4 separate regions of the Mus musculus genome follow, and all the other regions are linked to region 3. Evidence: chromatin contacts called from public HiCAR-type data. All regions are on one chromosome and are shown on one strand. Each heading gives the region's core, a stretch centred on a gene start, on an enhancer-like site or on the middle of the called end of the contact. The rest is flanking DNA. Distances are from core to core; before and after follow the strand shown.

Region 1 (3,055 bases), core at 84-2,583, 1.8 Mb after region 3:
GAGTCCATGGCGGAGGGAGAGGACTACATTAAAGCCTTCACACTCCTGTCATGACAGACATGTACATGTATGTGTTTGTACACACAAAATAAATAAAATGTGACAAAAATGTTTTAAAATACTGATACAGAAAACTGTCCCCACAGAGCACAACCACTAGAGCAAGTTCTTTAAACTCAAACAGACACTTTAAACCTAGAAGTGGTTCCATGATGTCTGCTGTGTTTCCCACTCAGCACTGCTGATCTCATGACCACACATCTATACACATCACCTTCCTCAGTCCTTTCCATTGTCACCATGACAGATTAGGAGACTCTGCAGTTTTCCTACTTCTTCTTGACTAAAAGTATAGCTGTGCTGGCATGTTGATGCCTCCGTTTTTTAGCCTTTTTAGGATAAATCCATAGACATGGAACCTTTCATCCAGGAGTTAACTGAAAGCTGGGTATGGTAGTGTGTACCTGTAATCTGAGGCAATCTATTAAGACCCTATCTCAAAATAAAGTTGAAAAGATCTGGAATGTTCTTTGGTGACTGAGCACTTGCCTAGCATATTCTAGGTACTGTGTTTGATCTTCAACACCAAAAAATATGAAAGGGTTGATGGTTATAAATATAATGTGTTGATTTTTTTCCATGTGGTTTGTATTCAGGTTATTTTGAAAGTGAAAGTATTGATTCTAATGCCTTAAAATATGACATTCAGAAGGGACTTCCAAGTGCAGATAGGGGAGGGCTCTGATTTTATTACCAGCCACTCATGTAGTGTGAGTTCAGTTCAGCTCTCTAATAACAGTTTACAGTTTGTATAATATGCCAATTTTCTTTGCAGAAGAAAGAATGGGAAGGGGATTGTTGAGTGTAATAAATTATGACGATGTTCAAACCTTGGGCAAATCTGTTACTTAAACTAAATGTTAATTTTGTATAATTAATATTTTCAACCCTAGCTTAAGTTAATTAAGTTTTGCTTTCAATTTGATATGTCATTTGAATAGATTTAATTGAGCTGCTTTTCAGCATCAATTTACATTCCTGTTCAAATGAACTGGGGGAAAGTAAGAGTAGTTAAAAGCTTATCTCTTTAATAGTTTTGCATAATTAATTTGATTAAAACAAATCTCATTAAAGACTTTAAAAGTGAAAGTTTCTGCTGCAGTAGGAAGGCATTTTTGTCCATTTACTTTTGCTAAATCTGTATTGGATTAGCCCCAATTCGACTTTGGCTGCAAACTACAAATACTGCAACCAGTTCTCCCATCCCGGTCAGGCTTGCCCTCATACTGAGGGTTTGTTCTTTCTCTCTACAGAGGCAGAAGGCAAACCCTGAGTGGGAAGTCAGGTGGCCTGGAAACCTGCAGTATGACTCACCAGCTTAGAAAATGCAGACATGGCTGTTGTATGGGGCCTTGGAATCCAGAGTTGCTGTAATTTGTTCCTAAATGGGATTTGAGTTTCAGAGCCTGGAAGAAAATTAACTCACACAGATATGCCTATTGTTGCTTTTTCTGGGGCCAGGGGTCAAGAGCTGAAACAGAAATTAATATCTGGAAAGACACAGAAGTCCCCAGTTGTCATTGAAAACTTGAGGAACCCAAAAGCAACTCAGAAAACCAGAATGGCTAGGCAGGCACATAGATGGCACTGGGCATGTGGTGATGAGCACCTTAAATCTCAGTGCTAAGGAGGTTGAGGCAGGAGCATCACACTGGCAAAACCAGCCTAGGCTACATAGTGAGGCCTTGTCTATAAATTACTAGTTGATAGATAGATAGATAGATAGATAGATAGATAGATAGATAGATAGATAGATAGATAGACAGACATTAATAGATGATAGACAGACAGACAGAGGTAGGCAGGTAAGGAGATATACATAGAGAAAGATTTGGCTGGGGATATGACTGAATGGTAGAGTACCTATTTGGCATGTCAGAGGTCCTAGGTTCAAACCCCAGTACAATGATGATGATGATGATGATGATGATGATGATGATGATGATATCTAATAGAGGGGGCTGGAGAGATGGCTCAACGGTTTAGAGTACTGACTACTCTCCCAAAGGTCCTGAGTTCAAATCCCAGCAACCACATGGTGGCTCACAACCATCCGTAATGAGATCTGACTTCCTCTTTTAGAGTGTCTGAAGACAACTACAGTGTACTTAAATATAATAAATAAATAAATCCTTTTTTAAAATATCTAATAGAAATCTCCTCTGTGCAGAAAGTCTGTTCCCTCTTTCTTTTTCTGTTTGTGTGCCAAGGCAAAGTCTGAGCACCTCAGACTCTGAGACTGAAGAGAATATAGGTTATTGTAGATATTTAGAATGACAAGAAAGTGCATAAATGGAAATAACTAGTTTCAAAGAATAGAAATTAGTTCAAGCAATTGTCTTTGTCACTTTGGGTGGCTATAACAAATGCCAAAGTGGCTGAAGTGACTGACACACACACATATTTCTCACAGTTCAATAGGCTGGGAAGCCTGAAATCATAGCACTAGACTCTGGGGAAGCCTCCTTCTTGGTCAGCAGACTGCCTCCTCACTGCTGTAACCCTCAGATAGTAGAGGCTCTCTCTCTCTCTCTCTCTCTCTCTCTCTCTCTCTCTCTCTCTCTCTCTCTCTCTCTCTCTCTCTCTCTCTCTCCCTCTCTCTCTCCAAACTCACAATCCTCTAGCCACTACCTCTTGCTAGTGTTGGGGTTACAGGAATGTCTACCCAATCATGTCTTATAATACCAATCCCATTGATTGGTACTCTAATTTCCACACAGATTGTTTGCAGCTGAGTGTGTGTGTGTGTGTGTGTGTGTGTGTGTATGTATACACACATGTGTATAGAGGTTAGAAAATGGCTTATGAGAGTCTGTTCCCACTTTCCATCATGACGGTACCAGGTATCAAACTCACATCTTCAGGTTTGGCTGCAAGTACTCACTCAGCCATCTTACTAGTCCCTAGTTACATCATTTTTAAAGTGAAAAAGAAGGCTTTGTTGTAGCCTTTTTGGTTGGTTTTGATTTTGTTTTTTTGCCTAGAAGTCTCAGTG
Region 2 (3,081 bases), core at 546-3,045, 1.1 Mb after region 3:
TGCTTTCAAATTTTTTATAAGAATGCCAGAAGTCTAAAATGTAAGACCTTAAAGGGTCTCAGACACGGTTGGATGGTTTCTTGGTGATTTGGTAGCAGGCAGTTAAACATACTTGGTTTCTAACACATTTAGGAGAAACTCTGAGTGAAGATCACCATAGCAATAGTCCCCTTAATTAGAGGACCAAATAACAGGGAATTCACTCCCAGTGCTTCTTGGTAGGAGGCAGAATTCCCCCAAACACTGGAAGAGCATAGGAAATGGACCCCAAAGTCTCTCCAAATTAAGGAAACTTACAAACTAAACCTACATATTTAAAAAATATCAGAAATGTGTTCATTTCTTTCTATTTTACTGAGTGAATGTTAATTTTTCAGAGAAAATAAATACTTGAAAAAGTTACATTTTCTAATGGATTTACATGTTTCACTTTAGAAGCATAAACCCATTCATTTAGCAATAGTGTTATTTGTGAACATATTAACTATTTTGGGAGCCATCAATAACCATCTAGGACTATACAGCCATTTTTCCCCAACGAGTTTTGTGCAGTATTTATTTATTTTTGTAGGATTTCAAATTCATTTTCCATGTAATTTCTGCAAAGATAAAGATTTATAGCCTTTGAGGTATGTATTAGAGCATTTGAGTAAACTTTGAATAGGTAATTTTATAATCTTAAAATGAAATGTAGAGGGGCTAGAAAGGTAGATTCCATGGCTAAGAGTGCTTGCTGCTCTTACAGGGAACCCACATTATTAGTTCCCAACCCCACACTGAGTGGTTCGAAATTGTCTGTCTGAAACTCTAGCTCCAGGGACGCTAACACCCTCTCCTGGTCTCCGAGGACACTTGTGTACATGTGCACAAACACACACATATCAACATACAAACATTCACATAATTAATACTATAAAAAAAGAAATCTTTAAGATAACAACTGAGATCATTGTAGATATTCAGATATTCAAAATATAAGGAATAGAAGGCATCCATATTCTGCCATATGAAAATAATTAACATCCTAATGTACTACCCCCCAGGTGGTGTTTGTTTATTTGCTGTTGTTTGGTTTTTGTTTTGTTTTGTTAGAATACTGTTAGACATTTATGATTATGAAAATATGTCTACTTCAAAAGTCACCAAATACTAGACTTGTGTATTATAGGATAGAAACGGATGTTAGCCAAGCAATATGAGTTGATTTAAAAATAAGAATATCTGAATTACAGGGGAGACCGTAATGGTTTTGAGTTTCTTAGAACAGGGTCTTCTCAACTTAAATAGGAAAGGTGGCTTTCCTTAAGTGAAATAAGATTACAAAGAAAGGTGTGTGAGCTATAAAGAAAATGTTCACATTACCCAATGGTAGCTAACAAATAAGGAAACTACTCAGATGTGCTGTGTTATGGCCTTGCAGAATTCAGAGAAAAGTTCCTTGTTTTCAGTGACTCCAACTTGAATATCTATCCTTAGGGTCACATTACCATCACTAACTTACAATGTAAGAAGATGGAAGATTCTTAGACATACGTTAAGGTCTACTCTAAGGCTCTTCACTTGGTCCTAGATCTTGAAGATCACTTTGTACTGAGTTTATCTTTATGGACTCTTCATAGTATGGCCCGTTTGTCTCTATATTTCTTGTGCTGAATCACACTTCATTCCATTAACATTAAAACAAAAAAATTAAAAACAAAAACAGAAACAGAAAACCTTCTTTGTGTCCAGGATGAAAGCCAGGCCATTTTGCATGCTAGGCAAACCCTCTGCTACTAAGCTACATCGTTAGCCCTTCTTCTATTGAATCTATTTGCGGCTGGGCTTACTTGCCTAGCATGCGTACTGCCCTGGCTTGATTACCCACCACTGCAAAATCTAAGGCAAAGACAACAAACAAAGGAACAAACAAAAAAAGGAAAAAAATCCACTGCACAAATGTTAGAAAAATGGCTGCAGCTTTGGAAAGGTACAAGATACTGAACGATGAGCCCTGTTCATGCCTTTCCGCCTGGGCATCTGAAGCCTGCTGTTCTCATCAGCTGAGTGCACGTTTTTATCTTTCTGCCCTTGGCTCTCTTGTACTTCCATCTGCATGCAGTGGGCAGGTGGGGCTTCTTCACCAAAGAGAAAAGAGTAATATCTTTCTAGTGTGCCTAAGTCTTTGGCATTTAAACAAACCAGAGAAATGCATAAATTTAGCCAAGGATTGGAGCCAGAGTGATGGCTGAGTTGGCACCACTTCACATTCTTCATTCTCTGTATTTATAGCAATAAATTTCAAGTCAGGAAATAGATTGCAGGAGCATGATGTATTAGGAAGGAAGTTTGTACACTTGTGGCTTATGGGTATCAGTATAACCTCCCTGCTTCCCTGGTTGAGTGAACTGCACCATTGTTAAGAAGCAGAGTATATGTAGAGCTATTGCCTTTTAAGAGCTTTCTAAAGAAAATTCACTCCCTTCCTCCCCTTTGGGTGCAGTGATAGAAATCAGACTGCGGGCCTTACGAATGCTAGGCAGGCACTCTACTACTGAGCCACACTCCAGCCCAGTGCTCAATTTAATGGCAAGATAAGAAAAACACCGTTGTATCACCCCGTCCACTGAGATGTACTGAAACTGTCTTAATATGGAAATTTGCATTCAGTGGTTTCTTTCTTTTCTTTTCTTTTCTTTCTTTCTTTCTTTCTTTCTTTCTTTCTTTCTTTATTTATTTATTTTTTTGAAGCAGCAGTTGGGCACAGTTCAGAAATAATTTCCCAAATTACTGTTTATTTAGTTATGATATTAAATAATAACTATGTTTTTAGAAAAACGGAATTCATGAATTACTTAGGTTTCATGTCTTTCACAATCCATTATATTTTCTAAGGAAACCTGATTTTCTGAACATTTGAATCACCTGATTTTGAAGGTAGTTGATAGAGATCTAGAGGCAGTCAGGAACACCAACAGTCAGTCTCCTTAGCTATTTTATCCTATATATTATGCCCAGTAGAAATTTAGTGGGGAGGATACTGTAGTAAAAATGATACCCAGTGTTCCTGAAGGTTTGGGCCTTCATCACTTACCTAATTGC
Region 3 (3,445 bases), core at 691-3,190:
ATGAGTTTGTGTGATAGAAGAGGTCAGATTATCATTTTATATAGTACATGTCCTTCCCATAATGCACCTGATTATAATCATATGCATACTCAATTATTCATAGCTATAAGATGGTAAATGGGAGGTGTCTGTAAATGGAATTATAAATTCTTGCTTACCCATATAAAAGACACACAGTCCACGTATTTTATTTATAAACTGTAAGCCTAGATCAGACAGATTTTGGAGCTATTCTAACTAACATCCTAACCATACGTCCCTTGTTAGTTGCTGTTTCTCATGGCCATGTGCTCATGGTCCATCTCCTATCATGGCAGCTTCCTCCTCTCTCTTTCTGTCCTTTCTTCTTTCGCCTTTCTCTACCTGCAACCCAAGCCAGGTAACTGAAAACTTGCCTACCTCTTTTTATTGTCTAATCATAGGCTTTAACGCCACTTAATTTGGGGAGCAATGTTACTTAGCATCACTTGGTGTGCTTGAGGATCTCCTCAATGGGGGCAACCAGATCTTAAGGTACAAAATTTAGCATTTATATACAAGCAGCATCAGAGCAAACTCCTGCAGGGGTCCCCTTAAAAGTTCACATGAAGACTCAGTTTTGTCTTACTATACATTTACCTAAAATCAGTTCAGGCTGGTTGGCTTTGGATGCATTGGGAATATATTGGAGAAGAAACTGTCTAAGTTTGAATTTTAGTAGGGGAGAAAAAGCCAAAAAGCCTATTATATTTTTCAGAGATGAGTGCACTTATAGCCTAGTGGAGGTAGGGCACAAGGTTATTAGGTGAATTGTTAGAAAAGGGGTATGTGTGTAGAATGCAGGCAGGTAAAGGAGTTTGGTTATTGAGTGCATGCTTAGAAGATGGGGTGTGCATAGCCCAGTTGAAACAGAGTTCCATGAACTATGCCCATGCTCTATGCCTACCTTCTTCATTCCCTTTTTTCACCTATTTAACACACACACACACACACACACATGTGTATGTATGTATGTATATGTGCATACATAACATACATATATACATGTATTCTGCCAGTTGCTAGTACATGCAAAGAAAATATACCTTGTCTAGTTCAGAAGAAGTGGAAGAGGCGATTAGAGTGTGATTATAACCTGAGATTTACATATACCTTCAGAACTAAACTGACATGTAACACTTAGGGTATTAATTCAGAAGAGGGTTTATTTTTTTTCCTCCGTGGGTGGAGAAAAGTTGCAGAAGGAAAAGAACAAAGTTGCTTTGTATGACTGGGACTAAAGCTAAAGTAAGAAAAAATTGTTTATTTAAAATCTCAGTCTCAGGCACCCTACTCTATATATTGCTGGGGAGTAATTATGGAAAATATGTCCGAGTCTGTGAAATACAGTAACACATGAAACACTTGCTTAGACAGCAGGTGATTGTCACTCAACAGAGAAGTGATGGGAGATCGTCTACATTGGCATGAACCCTAGTGTGGCTTCCATGCTCTGAAGGTCAAAAGAAAGGCAGCTCTATGGTCATCTCCCAAGAGAGATGTACTTTAAGCTCTTTGGACAACAGCATCCTTAAGAGGTAACTAATATTCTCCTTGATAGCCTGCTCATCTGAGACTGGCAAGACAGTACTATCCTCAAGATTTTTTTCTTGATATTCTCAAGAGAGAAAAATAAAATCTACAAAATTAGAGAAGTGATATCTTGGTGAGAATGAGCCAGATACACAGTGGGATATTTTGGGATATATAAGATGAAATGTCTTTACTATCAGATGCATCAATTCTCATTAAGGTTCTGCTAAGAAAGCCCTCAGAAACTGGGTAAAGAAGGAAATAAAGATGCATAGTTGTCTCTGTTGTCTGGGTGAGTCCTTTTTATTTCCGTTAAGACAGTACTGGCATTCTTCATTTTAATGGACTGTCCAGAGGACTGCAGGCCATTTAGAATTCCTAGCACCTAGGAACTAGCATGCAGAAGTGTGAAGCATTTGTTGTAGTATTTCAAATACTGATCAAAGGACTCTCACTGAGTATTGCTGTGTTGGCTGAGGGCCAATGTTTCTATGGGGACTCATGTAGCTTCTGCATAACAGACCTTTTCTATTTGTGTGCCCAGCACATGTGACTGAGTGTTTCTTTTTCTTTGGTGCTTAGTGCCCTTGGCATCTCCCAGGCAGGAGACCCACTTAACAACCCTATTATTCTTGCTAGGACAATCAGACTCCCTAAGATAATTTCTGTATTCACTTGAGTGATTGGACTTTGCTCTTTAATACCACCAATGTCTTGGTCCCTGCTCAATAAATAATAAAGATCACATTTCTGATCTTCCTAAAACTGAGTTCATGCCAGGGGTATGGTCAAGTCTAAAGAACAGACTTCTTTGAGATTTGGTTTTAGTGAACAGCTTCTTAGCTCAGAGAAGCAAGAATTTGCAGAATAAAATACCAAAGGTAGGTGTTTTCTTTAAGATTGTGCCATTGTCCCCTCGTCCAGACAAGGTCAGATATGTGTTCAATATGGATATTACTTTTCATGTTACTGTGAAAAAAAAAAAGCCAAACTGAAGCAACTTAAGGGAAGAAGAAAGGTTTTATTTTGGCTATCAGTTTGAGGATAGTATCTTCTATGATACACATAGTGTCATGGCCACAAGAGTTGAGGCAGATGGCCCCATTTCATCAGCAGCCTGGAAAGAGATGTGAATGCAGGTCATAGTGGTGTTTTGCCTTGTTATTCAGTGCAGATGTCTAGCCTCTCATCTCAAATAGCTGACACTAGAAACTCCCTCATAGAAATGTCCATCAGTTTATCTGTAATGTGATTGTAGATTCTCTTATATGGACAGTCAATGCCACATATCCTTATCATACCACATATCCTTATAAGCATTAAGTGCTCTCTCCCGCTGGGGGACTATGACTATGCCGTGGGTAGAAAAGGATATGAGAGTGGGACAGTTTTTCTCCACAATGTGACAAACAAGTATAGGCTAAAGACAAAAACTGTTGCCCCTTTAATGCATTGTATATGGCTTCATTGACTGTCATAATTGATTATTTTCTATTTTATCATAAACTTAAGTCAAGTGATCTTGGAAAAATGGGGATCTTACCTAGGCTATCCTGTTGGTACATTGCAGAGCCTAAATTTGAACTCGACTTGGCTTCAGTCTAAGTGCATTGTGTATATTACTGCATATAAGTATTCTTGTATATTTCCTTATGTATACATATGCATACATATAGGTATGAATATTTGATATATTACATATAAATATTAATATATGTCCATGAATGAATATAGACACCTAGATGGAGCATTTAGTTTTCATTTTCCTCCAAGTTTTGTCTCTTTGCATTGGAGATTCAGATAACATCACATCACAAACTCTTTAATAAGATATCAGGTGCTTAATTCCAAATACACATTTCATGTACCATTTAACATTTGTTTATATTATATT
Region 4 (3,549 bases), core at 259-2,758, 1.1 Mb after region 3:
AGTCTAAGCCTCATAAGTTTTCAATAGTTATCTCATTTAACTCTCATACTGTCACTTGAGTATAGTACAGTTATTCCTCATTTCGCTGGCCAAGGGATTGGTACCAGGCAGGTGAACCCAGAGGTCAGTCTCAGGGGCTACATGATTTTATTTACATCAGAACAAGTTCCATTCCTATGGTATTTCCAACTAATCTTTTAAAAGAATAAGATGTATCTTTTACCATATGTAATATATATATACACATATATATATTTGTTATATATGTGTCTTATATACTTATATATATTTATTATATATAAGTATGTGTTTATATAGAGACATATGCGCATGAGTTCAGTTGCCCACAGAGGCCAGAGAAGTTGGATCCCTCTAGAGCTGGAAATATAAATGACTACTGATAAATGTGCAGAAAATTGAATTCCAGCCTCTGGAAGAGCAATATGTTCTCGTAAAAGCTGAACCATCACCCCAGCCCCTCAGCTAATGAATTCTTAGCACTAGAACACTGGGTATTCCCCAGATGACTACTATTTATGACTGCTGCTATTGTGCTAGGTGTAACCCGTGCTTGGAGACCAGGTCTTTTCCCAAACCGGGCTGCTGTGAATTGGGATGTGAAGTACCTTGTCTTTACTTTCTCAGTCCTTTGCTTATAGACACACATACACATCTCACCCCATTTTATTGATGCCTTAAAAGAATGACTCATTTTAAATGTATAGGAGTAGGGGAGTGGTAGTCTCAGGGTAGGTTGTAAACTCTAGCATTTGGACATCTCTAGATGGAACTGAAGAAGTGTGTGCCTACTGAACATCTCGATTTTAGAGAATATGCTTTTTGGAATTAGAATCTGTAAGGTATCAGAACCCAGACATATGAATTGAAGACCACAGACATCAAGTGTCTTTTGCTCACCTGGCACTCACAGATACCTAAAGCTTGGATTGAATTCATTGCTGTTCCCAGCTCTGTCATGCATGTGTTTTGTTTTCCTGTGAGTACTAAACTCCTCTGGTAGTTTTGTGATTGAGGTTTGGTAGCCTTAATGATCTGGTACAGTAAACAACCAAGTTTGTGCCAAAAATTTTCCAGGACCAGACATGGGTTTTGACACTATAATAAATTAAAAAGAAAGATGTTGGCAATGAAAATGAGGATTTTTTTTTATAAAAAAGCAAGCAAGAGAAGTCTACTTGTAAATTTCAGGCATGTTTTCCTAGTACTTCAGCTCAGTGTGGCAATGCTTAGCTACATTAATCTGTTACTGGGGAACTTCAGAAAGAATGTTGGGCCCAGCCATTAAGAGATTGGTGACCCCCTCCCTTGAGCATTATTGAAATTTGACAACATTCTCAGAGTCCCCTTTTTCTTTTAAGGATTTGGCTATCAAAAATACGGGTAAGTGAAAGGAACCAGGACAAACTAATGACCAAGTGAATAGTAGTGTTTCAAGTCACAGGTTGCTATGATACAGCTCCACTGTGACCTGGATGGATAAGTGCTCAGTGGGATTTGCTTTCTGGAGATTCTGGGTGACTCCTCTACCAATTCTGCACGTCTCAGGCCTGGTTGGTTGGCCGCCTCCTCTTCCCAGCAGCATCACTTACTCTAGTTCTGAGAAACAGCTTCCTCCCATTACAGGCCCCAATTCAATTAGGCAGGGGACATGCTGAAGGTTTGGGTGTGCATCAGCTTCTGGTGTGCAGACAGTGGCTGAGTTTGGAAATCTTGGTGAGGATCTTGTGATGTCGTGGCCTAGGTTCTTGCAGTCTGGTGGCTCATCCCATTAGTCTCCTGTCTTCCAAATGGGTGTAGTGGTGCTTGTGTCTTCAGTCATAGTATTGGTGACAAGGAAGCCATGTGGTTTCCCCCAGATGCCAGGAAATCCTTATTCTCTCCTTGGAGTTGAGTTTGCCCCACAGGGGCCCCTTCCCTTTTTTCCAAACCATGACTTAAAACTTAAAAAAAAATGGACTGGAGACGCTTTAAAGGATATTAAAAATAGCCCAACAAAAAACTTCCTTCTCTTTCTTTAGCCCGCTAAACTCCCTAATTTTAGGCCACCATGTAGAACTGGGCCTTTATTGAGTTTTGAAATATCAGAATAAGGAGGTATTTGTGAGTGTTTTTGATTGCCTTTACTGAAAATGCTGAGGTGATTCGGAGGCTCGTTCAAGGAGTCAGTTCTGTTACGTCACCATGGGAATACATTTTGTTTAGCATCTCAAAGAATTGTTGCTCATCTTCACAGGCCCTTGTCTGTCTGTGTACCTGCCTTTGATCTGCTTTTCCAAATTTGAACATTTCTAATGCTCACTCCTGAAAACTCTTCTTCACATCCTTAAAATACTCTGACATTTTCCAGATTAGCCTAGCACAGAGTTCCAAACAGACAGAAACTGCCAGAATCCTCTCATGTGGGAGGGGGACTGCTGTTTATCATTGAATGTGCCTCCAAGACCTACCGACGTTGGCAGGTGGCCAATGCCTTTGGTTTGGACCAATTTATGAAGTGTTTGTGTGCTTATGAAAAATTTTATCTCTGCTATTCAGAACAGTGGGACCTAGAACAGACCCCAAAAACGTAATAAATATGGAAAGAAACTTTTCTGTTATTTTTTTAATCACTGAATACTACAAGGACCTTTGTTATGTATGTATGTATGTATTTACACATTTATGTACTTTAATTTTGGTTTCTAATTTTACCATATTGACAATCTCTCCAGTAAAGTTAGCACTGCAGTCATTAGACTCTACTCTGTCTGGTGTTTTTCTTCTCCTTCAGGCCCATTTCCCTTTCCACAAAAGGAGGGATGTCTCTTGAGTTAGCCACAACAGGACGGTATCTTCCAATAGCTAGGTAGAACTAGAGTCAATAGCACAGTGCACAGTAAGTGTCTTGGTGTTTCTCTTCAAACGCTTTATGTGTTAGCTGTAGTCAAAAGACAAAGGATCATTTGAGTCTGGATGGTATGGAAACAGGACATTTTCTAAATAGGCTACAAACCTCCTGGATCCTAGAAAAAGTAGTTAACACATTGGACAGCTAACACATTTGCTTTTAAAATGAATACTTTCCCTTTAAAGTTTTTTTTCATCGTGTTTTATGGCCTTTTGTGGAAATAGCAAAAGGTAAGCATCCTGGCATGACAGATTGATATTCTAATGCAGTGCTCTCACCTACACCATCTTATGCTTCATTCAGGGCATTGTCTATATACATTCAAAGTGAACTTAACTTTTGACCCAATTAACTGATTGGTCTGATAGATTTAATTAAAATGAAGGAGTGCTTGTGTAGAGAGGAGCAGCATTAGTATAATGTGGTCGTGAAGATTAACACGATTGATTTGATTTGATAATTAGTTAATTTGATTAACAATATAATTTTGCATCTGGCAGATATCTGGGTTCAGGTCCTCACTAGCTAGCTGGGTGCCCTTGATCTTAAACTTTGAGTCTGATTTCCCCATTTCCTTCCTTAAAGCACTGTAAAGATGTCTACCTCATACAGCTGCTGTGAAGATTTTGAAATATATCATG

What was found. HiCAR-type assays count read pairs that join an accessible place to other places.
Region 1: a contact with region 3 is called in a HiCAR-type map of astrocytes, with 4 times the contacts expected there. The contact joins two enhancer-like sites. A contact is called at or near these places in 1 of 39 promoter capture datasets (stem cell-derived epiblast-like cells) and 1 of 115 datasets of contacts at active chromatin or transcription factors (astrocytes).
Region 2: a contact with region 3 is called in a HiCAR-type map of astrocytes, with 3 times the contacts expected there. The contact joins two enhancer-like sites. A contact is called at or near these places in 6 of 39 promoter capture datasets (embryonic stem cells, frontonasal cranial neural crest, hippocampal neurons and 3 more) and 1 of 115 datasets of contacts at active chromatin or transcription factors (astrocytes).
Region 4: a HiCAR-type map of astrocytes shows a contact between it and region 3, with 3 times the contacts expected there. The contact joins two enhancer-like sites. A contact is called at or near these places in 4 of 39 promoter capture datasets (frontonasal cranial neural crest, hippocampal neurons, pre-B cells and 1 more) and 1 of 115 datasets of contacts at active chromatin or transcription factors (astrocytes).

What each region holds. Positions count from the first base shown.
Region 1 is chr4:98,586,553-98,589,607 of GRCm38.p6, forward strand. The region is part of intron 28 of Patj (PATJ, crumbs cell polarity complex component); the gene reads left to right. Gm40210 (a long non-coding RNA gene) reads left to right here. Exons shown (of 2, transcript XR_867949.2): 2 at 1-1,457. Among named protein-coding and RNA genes, the nearest start is that of Gm40210, 8.6 kb to the left of the region's middle. Within about 2 kb of position 1,334, at least 11 of the 459 cell types and tissues checked have an H3K27ac peak or open chromatin away from gene starts, as enhancers often do. A contact at or near this core is called in astrocytes, where this site is marked.
Region 2 is chr4:97,892,291-97,895,371 of GRCm38.p6, forward strand. All of the region lies in intron 2 of Nfia (nuclear factor I/A), which reads left to right. Among named protein-coding and RNA genes, the nearest start is that of Gm19417, 25 kb to the left of the region's middle. Within about 2 kb of position 1,796, at least 31 of the 459 cell types and tissues checked have an H3K27ac peak or open chromatin away from gene starts, as enhancers often do. A contact at or near this core is called in astrocytes, where this site is marked.
Region 3 is chr4:96,795,756-96,799,200 of GRCm38.p6, forward strand. No RefSeq gene overlaps it. Among named protein-coding and RNA genes, the nearest start is that of Gm34053, 10 kb to the left of the region's middle. Within about 2 kb of position 1,941, at least 16 of the 459 cell types and tissues checked have an H3K27ac peak or open chromatin away from gene starts, as enhancers often do. A contact at or near this core is called in astrocytes, where this site is marked.
Region 4 is chr4:97,873,648-97,877,196 of GRCm38.p6, forward strand. The region is part of intron 2 of Nfia (nuclear factor I/A); the gene reads left to right. Among named protein-coding and RNA genes, the nearest start is that of Gm19417, 6.4 kb to the left of the region's middle. Within about 2 kb of position 1,509, at least 13 of the 459 cell types and tissues checked have an H3K27ac peak or open chromatin away from gene starts, as enhancers often do. A contact at or near this core is called in astrocytes, where this site is marked.